Linked DNA regions of Mus musculus: region 1 is linked to region 2. Evidence: chromatin contacts called from public Hi-C data. All regions are on one chromosome and are shown on one strand. Each heading gives the region's core, a stretch centred on a gene start, on an enhancer-like site or on the middle of the called end of the contact. The rest is flanking DNA. Distances are from core to core; before and after follow the strand shown.

The links. A called contact is a pair of places that touch in the nucleus more often than the background predicts.
Region 1: a contact with region 2 is called in a Hi-C map of stem cell-derived neural stem cells, with 2.0 times the contacts expected there. The contact joins two enhancer-like sites. A contact is called at or near these places in 3 of 15 datasets of contacts at CTCF or cohesin (the G1E-ER4 cell line, embryonic stem cells and liver), 127 of 484 Hi-C or Micro-C datasets (the 63-12 cell line, the AtT-20 cell line, B cells and 74 more), 11 of 115 datasets of contacts at active chromatin or transcription factors (astrocytes, bone marrow-derived dendritic cells, bone marrow-derived macrophages and 5 more) and 3 of 9 other capture datasets (embryonic stem cells, embryonic tail and embryonic trunk).

What each region holds. Positions count from the first base shown.
Region 1 is chr7:109,217,495-109,222,392 of GRCm38.p6, forward strand. No RefSeq gene overlaps it. Among named protein-coding and RNA genes, the nearest start is that of Gm32563, 33 kb to the right of the region's middle. Within about 2 kb of position 1,602, at least 21 of the 459 cell types and tissues checked have an H3K27ac peak or open chromatin away from gene starts, as enhancers often do. A contact at or near this core is called in the N1E-115 cell line and stem cell-derived neural stem cells, where this site is marked.
Region 2 is chr7:109,136,558-109,141,575 of GRCm38.p6, forward strand. It overlaps Lmo1 (LIM domain only 1), which reads right to left. Exons shown (of 4, transcript NM_001302205.1): 3 at 4,025-4,150; 4 at 2,008-2,419. The coding sequence ends at 2,314. Among named protein-coding and RNA genes, the nearest start is that of Gm44781, 3.8 kb to the right of the region's middle. Within about 2 kb of position 3,059, at least 4 of the 459 cell types and tissues checked have an H3K27ac peak or open chromatin away from gene starts, as enhancers often do. A contact at or near this core is called in the N1E-115 cell line and stem cell-derived neural stem cells, where this site is marked.

The DNA of each region.
Region 1 (4,898 bases), core at 352-2,851, 79 kb after region 2:
TCCCTCTGCTTTCTGCGCTTCAAAAGAATCAGGGATTAAAGAAACGAAGCAAGAAATTGCCAAAACCTAACCTAGCAGACAATCAGATAGAGTGGTGAAGGGAAGGGGCTCTCCCCTCCACCCCACCCCCAGGAGGAGCCTGCAAGTCCAGACAGATAGCAGCTCTAGACAAGGTATCACAGTGAGCAGGGTCCACTTCCACTTCCTGGTGTCTCTGACCTAGACTCCAGGCCAGGGTCCATCCTTGGATCTTCATTTCTAAACACATGCCCCTCCAATCCACTCTGACCGGCCAAGGACAGCACCCATAACAAACTTTATACCCTAGAACCTCTCAGTGACCAAGACCTGGCCTTGTTCTCAGCACTCCAGTCCTGGGATCATTTCCAAGTGTGATAGAGTCCACCCCAATCTCCTGGGGAAGTACAGCTGGGAGTGAGGTATCCAAAGGGTTATTATAACTGGGGTATAGTAGGAAGGTTGTTTGGTTCTGTCTTTCAGAGCCATGGGGGTCCCTTGACCATGCTCTGGGGACAGATGCTTACTACATTGTCTGTTTCTAAGGTCAGACCTTTAGGAGGAGCGAAGGAGAACACAGGGGCGAGTCAGGCATGGTTTCTATACTGTGGCATGCTCAGGCCATGTAACCTGATGGTGTATTACATCTACGTCCACCCCTGCAACCACCAGCAGCTCACAGTCTACAAGGCCTCCAACCCCCCAGAGGCTCCAAAGTGCTCCTCTCCACTGCCTAGTTACCTCCTAAATGGCATCTCCAGTCTACAAAGCCTGCAGCTTTTGCTTGTGGAGTGACCATGAGGTAGCATCTGATAGCCTGGCAGGGCTCCCCCTGGTGGCCAGTGATTAGCTCTTGCTGGAATATGACCTGGTCCAGCACTGGAAGGCTCAGTGGATGAGACATTTCCTGGAGCAGAGAGGTGCTGCTAAATGATGTTGATAGCACAAATGTTAACTGAACAAGTCCAGTCTCACTACTTTGTCCATGAACTGCCTCCCAGCCTGCAGAGAGAGAGAGAGAGAGAGAGAGAGAGAGAGAGAGAGAGAGAGAGAGAGAGAGAGAGCTAGCTCAGAAGCTAAAGGAGGCTCTTGGGGGAACTGTGAGCAGGTGAGCTTCACCTTATTTTCCCACCATCCTCTTCTAGGGTTGTGTCCACCTTGGGACTCTGCAGGGCTGGTGTCAGAAAGAACACATGCCTAACACCTAGGTATAGAGACTGTTAGCAGAGTTCCAAACTCCCACAGAACCAGGTACCGCAGAACCTTGGTGTCCCAAGTCCCTGGGGGCCCCAGAAACACCAACAGCAGCCCCCATCTAGGCCCATGCCCACCCAATTGCACATAGACCAGATCCTCCCTGTTTTGGGACTTTGGCCTCAGCCCCAATGTGCCATGTCACTGAGCTAGGCTAGCCAGTCCTACATTAAAGCTCCCCAAGTATCCAAGGAGACATAAAGAAAATTTAGAGACTTTTAATTTGCCAGCACGGCTCTCCTGCCGGCCAGCAGGTTGAATGGTTGAGGAGAAGGGCAGCCGCAATAAAGGCTTATTGTTTCTCCTGTGAGTCACTGCTTGGTGACGCCTTTCTTAAGTGAGACAAAGGGACCCGAGGCCTATAGGCATCCACAGGCTTGGAGAGCTAGACCCACAAATAGCCACTGTGTCCTCTGCTGTCTAGAGCCAGGTCTGGGAGTGGGGAGCCAATGACATTCCCATTGGGGCTGCATTCACAAGGGAGGGAAAACCTGGGTACTAGCCATTGGAAGGGACCCGCATGTTAAAGAGAGTTAATGGGAGGGACCCAGAAGTCTTCCATGGGGGAGTTGCGCCCCTGGAAAGCAGGTTGGAATACACAAGACAAGCCTTGTTCTCTGAGACCCATCTCTAGATATCCCATCTAGGAAAGGTTTCCAACAGCAGAGAGTGAGGATTGCCCACAGAAGTCATGTGAGCAGAGGACAGAAGCCCCTCTTCCAAAAGGGTACCCGGAAGGTCACTTCTACGACTAATAGTCAGTTTTAGTGTCCCCACACTGGCCCTTAGGTTTGACAGGAATGTGGGATGTATGGACCTTCCCAGAGACATGGTATACACCCAAGGCAGCCAGTTGGAGCCAGGTCCCTGACAATGGACAGCAGAAGCTGAAAGCTGATACCATGCCCTCAGCTACCTCTTGTTGTGAGCACCCAGCACCGTGCTCCACATCAGCACTGCTCTAGGGCCTGGAAGGGAGCCACACTGTCTGTTTCGGTGCTCACCCACCACGAGGCCTAAGACCTGACAAATGCGTTCTACCGGCTGGTGATAGGAGAGCATCCTTTCTCACCCCCCACCATCCTCTCTAGAGACTTCCTACTTCATTGCTCAGGACATTAATGGCTTTGGAGACTTTGTTCAGCCAGTGTATCGCTGAAATAATGGCATTTCAGGCCTCGAGGCTGCTGGCAGGGGGTAGGGTCCTCCTGTAGAGTTGTACGGGTTGTTCGATTCACAAGGACCAAGGAAGTAAATGAGGGCAGCAATCATCGGGACTTGGCGGCACTTGTCAATCACAAGCTCTGCCTCTAAGAAGAGGCATCCTTTTCTAAGTTTAGCATACATGGAGATAATATGAGGGTGAATGGAATTCCCGAAGAGAGGTAGCAGTTTGCACCCAGGCGGAAACTATCTGGATCTGACTGGCTTTGTTAGTCAGTGTTTGGCTCTTCCTGCTCTGGGACACTGACACATGAGTAACTTCCTGACATTTTTGTGGCAGGCACAGACCCAGTTCTGAGGACTCAGGGTTGGCACCCTGACCCTCCATTCCACACCATGCATGCTTTTTGCTGGGGTTGTCAGACCCAGCATGTACCTGTGACTTTTATGTCTGCACCAGAGGCTTCAGCCTTGGTTGGGTGGGAGCTACTGCCTAGGCCTCCCGCCTCCCACCACCTCTCTGCCTTGGGTAATTGGATTGGGGCAAAGGGAGTATTATTTACTGGACAGGAGGACATGTTCCTCTTAAGGCTAGCCAGCCCCAACCCCCTTTCCACTGCCTTTCTAAAGAACAAAGATTGGGGATGAAATAAATTTGATAATAACCAATAAGGACCCCCAGAGAAAATAAAATGGCTTTTATTAAACTTCTTCCAAGACCTTTTGTGCTGAGCCTCTATCTGCTCCCTTGGTGGAACCCTCTCAGGCCTGCCTCCTTGCCTGGCCAGCTAGGCGAGCTCCTGGTGGTTTCCTGATGGCCAGCCATAAACACACCTTACAGCAACTCAGGCCTTCCTCCTTTCTGTGGTCATCCCAAGTCACCTTCTTGAAAGACAGGATTACAAAAAAAAAAAAAAAAAAAAAAAAAAAAAAAAAAAAGAGCCTTCGAGCTGAGTTGCTGTATTCTGAGGTTCTGGTTGGAGTGGCCTCCCATGCCAGGCCAGGGCTCTAGGTGGCTTGTGCTGACAGGTCCCCAGCTCCAGAGGGGACCAAGTAGTGGATTGGGCCTGCTGCCATTCATCCCGGGAGCCATCTCTCCAGGTTGAGTATGGCACGATTTAATGCCCCCCATTCCTCCATTCCTGCTCTGCATGACAAATTGTTTTAATAAACATAAACCGAGTAATAATAAAGTCATAATAAGCCCGCGACTCACCTTATATCACTGCAGTTAAATCCTCCCATAAGCCGGCGCTGGTTACAATGACAATTATGGCCGGGCCAATCCGCAGGCAGGCCTGCGTGTGGACAGATTTAATATCGTTTGTAAATATGATTAGTGGGCTGTCATGTTATTGCGAGCTGCTATTTACATTTCTCTCCGGGGTTATACACTCCGCCAAATCAACATTAAGTAGTGGGTCTCTCTTTCCTCCTTAAATCATGCATTCCCTCTGCCTGTGCGGATCCTGCGTAATGAAGAAAGGGAACCCTGACAGCAGGCTGGGCAGGATGGAGCAGAGCCTGGGCATTTTCTTTAGATGGATGGGTACTGAAGCCCCTCTGAAAGCTCAGCCTGAAGACTCTGGTGGGCGCCTGGGCCTGGCCTCAGCAACCCCCTCCCCTCCCACCGCCACCCCAATCCCTGCCTGCTGGCTTATGAAAAATGTTCAAATAATGAATGGTTGTTGTTTACAGAAGTAATTTCATGCTACATTTCCATTATTGCCTGGATTTGTTTAGCTCCTCACACTACCCCATTGCCTACGATGAACTTTTAAGGAAATATTGCCTGCGCTTCCCGCTCTGCCGTTCCGCTTCTAATGGAACCCGCTTGCATTGGAGACATATCGTGACACTTCATAACTGTGTGCAAATAAGCATTCTTAAACTGCTAGGGCCGGTTAATCATTGTTGCAGAAGCTGGTGCCCCGGGGTGGGGCGGGGCTGTGGAATCCACCTTCGTGGAGAGCCAGGGTGGGCGGGAAGGGCTGAAAAATGGATGAAGAGGCGGGCTTGAGAGCCAGGTGGCACAGGTGCGCTTTGAGAGCCATCCTAAGTCACAAGAGGCACCACAGGTGTGCTCTCCTGTTTCGCAGCAGCTTAGTGAGCTCCTAGGCCCAAGGGTGTAGAATATCAACAGCGAGAGCTGCCTGGAGGATTCAGATCTAAAGGGAAGACAATATGTTTTCCTAAAGACAGCTCTCTAGACAGGACTTAATCTTCGGGTGCTGGTCAAGGTCATGGAATGGCGTGCACTTGCGTTTGAGGCTGTCATGTCAACAGGGCTGTCCTAGTTAGGGTTGCTATTGCTGAGGTGCTAGCAACTTGGGGAGGAAAGGATTTATTTGGCTTTCATTTCCACGTCACTGCTGATCACCAAAGGAAGTCAGGACAGGGACTCAAGCAGGGCAGGAACCTGGAGGCAGGAGTTGACACCGAGGCCATAAAGGGGTGTTTAC
Region 2 (5,018 bases), core at 1,809-4,308:
TTGGATCCGTGACTCTGGGCTTGGCAAGTTTTGGGACATATGGAGCTGGGAAACCCCCTGATAAGGTCTGAGATGGATAGAGTAGGTTTGGGGTCTTAGAAGGCCAGCTCCTCTACTGGGGGCTTTCAAATGCAGCCTGTTTGATTTTGAGTCTATCTTATTGTGAGTGAATTAATTGTTGTGCAACCTAGAGTAGTGAGACAAGTTAATTACATAATTACCGCAGAATGACATGCTATTTCATGGCTGCAATATGGTAACTCTGTTGGAAACAATTGTAATTGCCCAGAAACTGCATTTCAGTGCCTCCGTTATCTCTCCATAACCATGTAATTAACTTGTGTTACAACTTTATCTGCAGCAAACTCTGAAGTTAGGAGGCAGGCCTTTGGGGCAGGCATCCTAGGCCTTAAGAGCCCACAGAGCGTCTGGCATTGACAACAGTGCTACCATCCAGGAAAGACATCTGCTTTCTCATGTTGAGAGAAAAAAACTGCTCACTGTAGACTGCAATCCTCCTGTCTCTGCATACACTCAATCTCATTCCCAGTCTACTGTCAATCACACTGCCGGTACCCCAACCTAGCGCATCACACACACACACACACAAACACCCCTGCAGGTCCACTGGCCCTTTCTCCATATATTCTCACACATACATGGGTATAACTCCTTCAGAGAATTTCTACACCATGATCCTTGGTCCTACCTATTCCTTCCTCTGGCCACAAAACCCGGACTTATAGAAGCAGTCTCTTCCAGGCGCCGGAGAGACTTGTCTCCACACTTGAGAATGGAGAAGTGAGCCTGGTGCATAGATATGGGAGGGGCAGCCATAGCTGGAGGCCATAGTCAGGCTCCTCCATTAGCACTGGGCTCCTGGCTGTGGCCAGGTGGAAAATAGGCCCTGAGGAAGAAAGCAAAGGGTCTGGGTGGAGCGCCTGTCCACACGGCCTTCCCTGGCCAGGCTTCTCACTGATGCTCCTTACCTACTCTGCTCCCTTCCAGGCTCCGTGCCCAGTACTGTGGCATTATCCTTGCTACCCCGGGTGAGCCTAGCTCAGCCAGGCAGACAGAAATGCCTGTCTGACTGTCTGCCACAGGTCTGGCTGTCTCCTGGCTTGGGCTGACTGCCTGCTGGCTCGCCTGCCTGTCTCTGCTGCCTGTCCACACATGTGTCTGTTTGAGAGTATGTCCGCTGGCTCCTCTGTCCCGGACTCTTGAGAGTCAGTCATCATGGCCCATGTCTGCTGCGGGGAATGGGCTCATTTCAGCTCTCCCCAGAAGCAGTCTGCCTCCCCTGCTGCGCCCTGTTAGTGTTCCTGGTTTTCTTCTCTCTCCCCCTACCTAGGCTTCAGACCTCCAGGTCCCCAGCAGACTTCTCAAGAGCAGAGACTGTGTCTCAACAATGACTCAACCCCATGCCTGATTCCCTTGGTGTTAGCTCCAATAGAGGCATACGGCTAAGACTTGGAGTAGATTGAGGTTTGCTGAGTGACTGACTGACTGTCTCGAGCCTGCATAGACAAGCTCAAGGGAAACAGAATGTTTTGATTGATAAGCAAGATACTAGGATCCAGGTCAGTCCCAGCAAACACTATCTGTCACTGTGAAAGGGAAAGGGGTTAAGAGGGTACTGTCATGATATGGGGCTTGGGATTTGGGGTTCTACTGTGGACCCAGAGCATGGGTCCCCATCTTGCTACTTTGCTAGGGGTTCCAGTGACTTTTAGGGTTGGTCTAAAAGTACACAGAGTGTCACAGCGCCGCTCTTCTCAGGGCTTTGCATAGGGCTAGGATGTATGCTTTGCAGGGAGGGAGGCATACCCCACTTCTCATGTGTGGCTGGGGCACTTTGAAAGATTCCCTTCTTCTGGTCCCTAAAGCCATGCTTGTTTGCGTCTTTGTGGCAAGAGCATAGGCTGGAGGTCGCTTCTCCATGCCCCGCCCACCAGAGGCAGAAGGTAGGGAGGTGCAGTTTTGTGTCGGTAATGTGAACAATGCAGTCATGTCCCCGGAAACATTCATAAGTTTAATCCACGCCAGTAATAAAATCGCATTACATTTCTCATAAAATAAATGTTCCCATTTATATACAGAAGACAGACTGTACAGGCTGAGCCTGGCCCCAGGAGGGGTCCCACAGAGATGGGCAGTGGTGGTGGAGAACAGCCACCTTCCCATCGAGGATGAAGTTCTAACTTGTAGGACAGCGGCTGGCCAGCCCGCGCAGGCAGAGTGGCTGGCCGGCCTGCCAGGCAGGTGGACAGGTGGGCAGACGGACAGATGGACCTGGAGGCCAGATGGTGGGCGTTACTGAACCTGGGATTCAAAGGTGCCATTGAGATGCCCCTCCTCATAGTCCACCTGGCACAAGATCATGTTGTTCTTCAGGAAGAATTTGTCTCCCACGCAAAATCTAGAGAAAAAAAAAATCAAGAGAAAAGAGGGCTATAGGTGAGGTTCCAGTGAGAGGAGGTCCCAGCCTGGCCCAGGAGGTGGGGCATGCATGGCTGACGGTGCTGCTGCTGATCTGGCTGGAACCTCCCAGGGAGTGTAGAGGAAATGCCAGGGCACTGCGAGCCTGGTCAATTACTCTCAGCAGACCCCTGCACCCTGGCGTGGTGAGATAGGTAGCCGGTCAAGCCACAGGCCTCCCACCAGCAGGTCATGTGAGGAGGTGCAGGGCGAGGGCAGATGCCTTACCCCGGTCCCAGAGATGGTGCAGCTTGGGAGAGCTTAGGGGACCAGAACTAGAGAGTGGAGGGATGGAGACCAAGAGATGAGGGGAGGTAGGGAGAAGGAGAACATGGCTGCTTCCATCCCTCTGCCCTCTCAGCTTAAGGCTCACAGCCTCTTACGAGTGAGACCACAGTCCACAATTTATTCTTTAGCCCAGGAAGATCACTTTTGGGTCTCTTAGTCTGCTGGAAGTACTGAAGAATTTTCAAGCTTCCCCTTAAAGACATTGTCCCCTGGTGGCCAAGACTTTTAAGCTCCTGGGTCACTGACTCAGTCCCAGTAGTGGATCTCAGTTCAACCACCAGGTGGCGATGGAACTTCACAGAACCCTGCTGGTAGGCCGTCTAGCCAGAGCTCTCTGCCAGTCTAGTGTTCCCTGCAGGTCCCTCTAGACCTCAACCTGAAAATATCTGTATGGATTCCTACCTGACCTGAGGGCTCCCAAGAAGAGTTCCTGCTTTTTGATGGTAAATTCCTAGCCTTAAGTCCCTCAAGTCTTCCCCCAGGACTGGGATAATGAATAGGGCCCAGAAATCCACAAAAGAGGTGGGGGGGGGGGGGGCAGAGCCAGATTCATGAGTAGAGTTGGGGGTTGGGGGAGTGATATTCCCTAAAGATATCTCTTACCCTATGGGCCTGGGAACCCCTTCTCACAAGACAGGACACAAAACCCCATGCACACAGATACAGTACACTCAGTACACACATTTAAAACATGCATACAATTCTCACCTCACCAGGTACATACAGTATTCACAAACTCTTATGCATGAATAATTATAGTTGCATGCACATCTAAACACCTATCTCATGTACTAGTATTCGTGTGCACACAAACATTTACAATACAAACACAAGCACATATATACTGGACCTGTGGCACACTCCTACAGTCCCAGCAACCATGGCTTCATAGCAAGTTTAAGGGTGGCCTTGGATACTCGAGACTCTGGAACAAACAACTCCTCCCTCAAATGTGCAAATACTTTATGCTATGTACAATATATATACATAGTGAAAACACACACACATACCCCATCATTCAATTCATGTAGAAACTTACCACCTACATAGTGCACTAATACTGTAGTGTACACATCTGACCATAAGATGTAGATATACACACATGCACATGTATGATAAGCAAAGCATGCATACTTAGCTACATACATAAATGAAGTCACACTTGTCTGCACGCCTCCTCAGCGCTCCTGGCTCAGCCAGCAGGCCTCAGGCTCGGGTCTGGGTAGTGTGTGGGGCTGGCTGAGGCTCTGGCACTCACCTCTGATTGCAGAGCTGGCAGGCGAAGCAGTCAAGGTGATACACATTGTCTCGGGCCCGCATCACCATCTCAAAAGCTGGGATCAGCTTGCTGCAGGCAGCACAGTTTCCTGTGGTGCCAAAAAGCCTGCCAGGGGAAGAGCACAGAGGATGTAAGGGCCTGCCTGGGAGCTGCCTCCACCCAGAGGCTAGCCCATTCCCTAGCTCTTGGGACAGCAAGCGGGCCTAGTCAAGAACTGACTACCATATCTAGATCCTGCCAGACTGAGCTTTAAAACCATCTTACTCCCCATGGGGGGCTATGTAACCTACAGTCAGGTGTAGACATCATCGCCCTACACCCATTTCAAGTTCCCACCAGAGTCCCTAGAGCACCACGATGGGCCCCTAACAAAGCCTCCAGACCCACACAAGCCTAAATTTCAGAAGCCCTGATGAGGCTTCTTGAATTCTGCTTGTCGTGGGCTGTGTATTCTCACACAGTCACTTGGAACCGCCCAGAGTCCCTGTTATCTCAATGTCAAAGGCCAAACTGCATCCCTCACTGGACAATGCACTTGGCAATGCCTAACCTTAACCCTAACTGAACCTGTGGCTCAGGGACAGGCTAAGAGCTTACAAAAAACTCACCCCATCTGATCCCAAGGCAGCCCTGTGAGGTCAACACTTATATCATCCCCAGTCAAGAAGAGAATGAGTCACAGAGAGATAAACAACTCACCAGGGCACATGCCTGGCTCCTTTGGGAGAGTGATATATGCCCCCTGATGAGGCTTCTTGCTTTTAAAACTACAGTGCTTTCTGGGGCTGCAGCTCAGTTGGTAGTGTGCTTGCCTAGCATGCAAGGAGCTCTGGGTACACGAGTACCCATGTGGTTGTCAATAACCCTGGCACCCAGGAGGCAGTCGGGAGGAATAGGAATGGAAGGTATCCATGTCTACATGGGGAGTTCCAGGCCAGCCTAGCTGACACGTCTCAAAAATAGATAAAAAAGA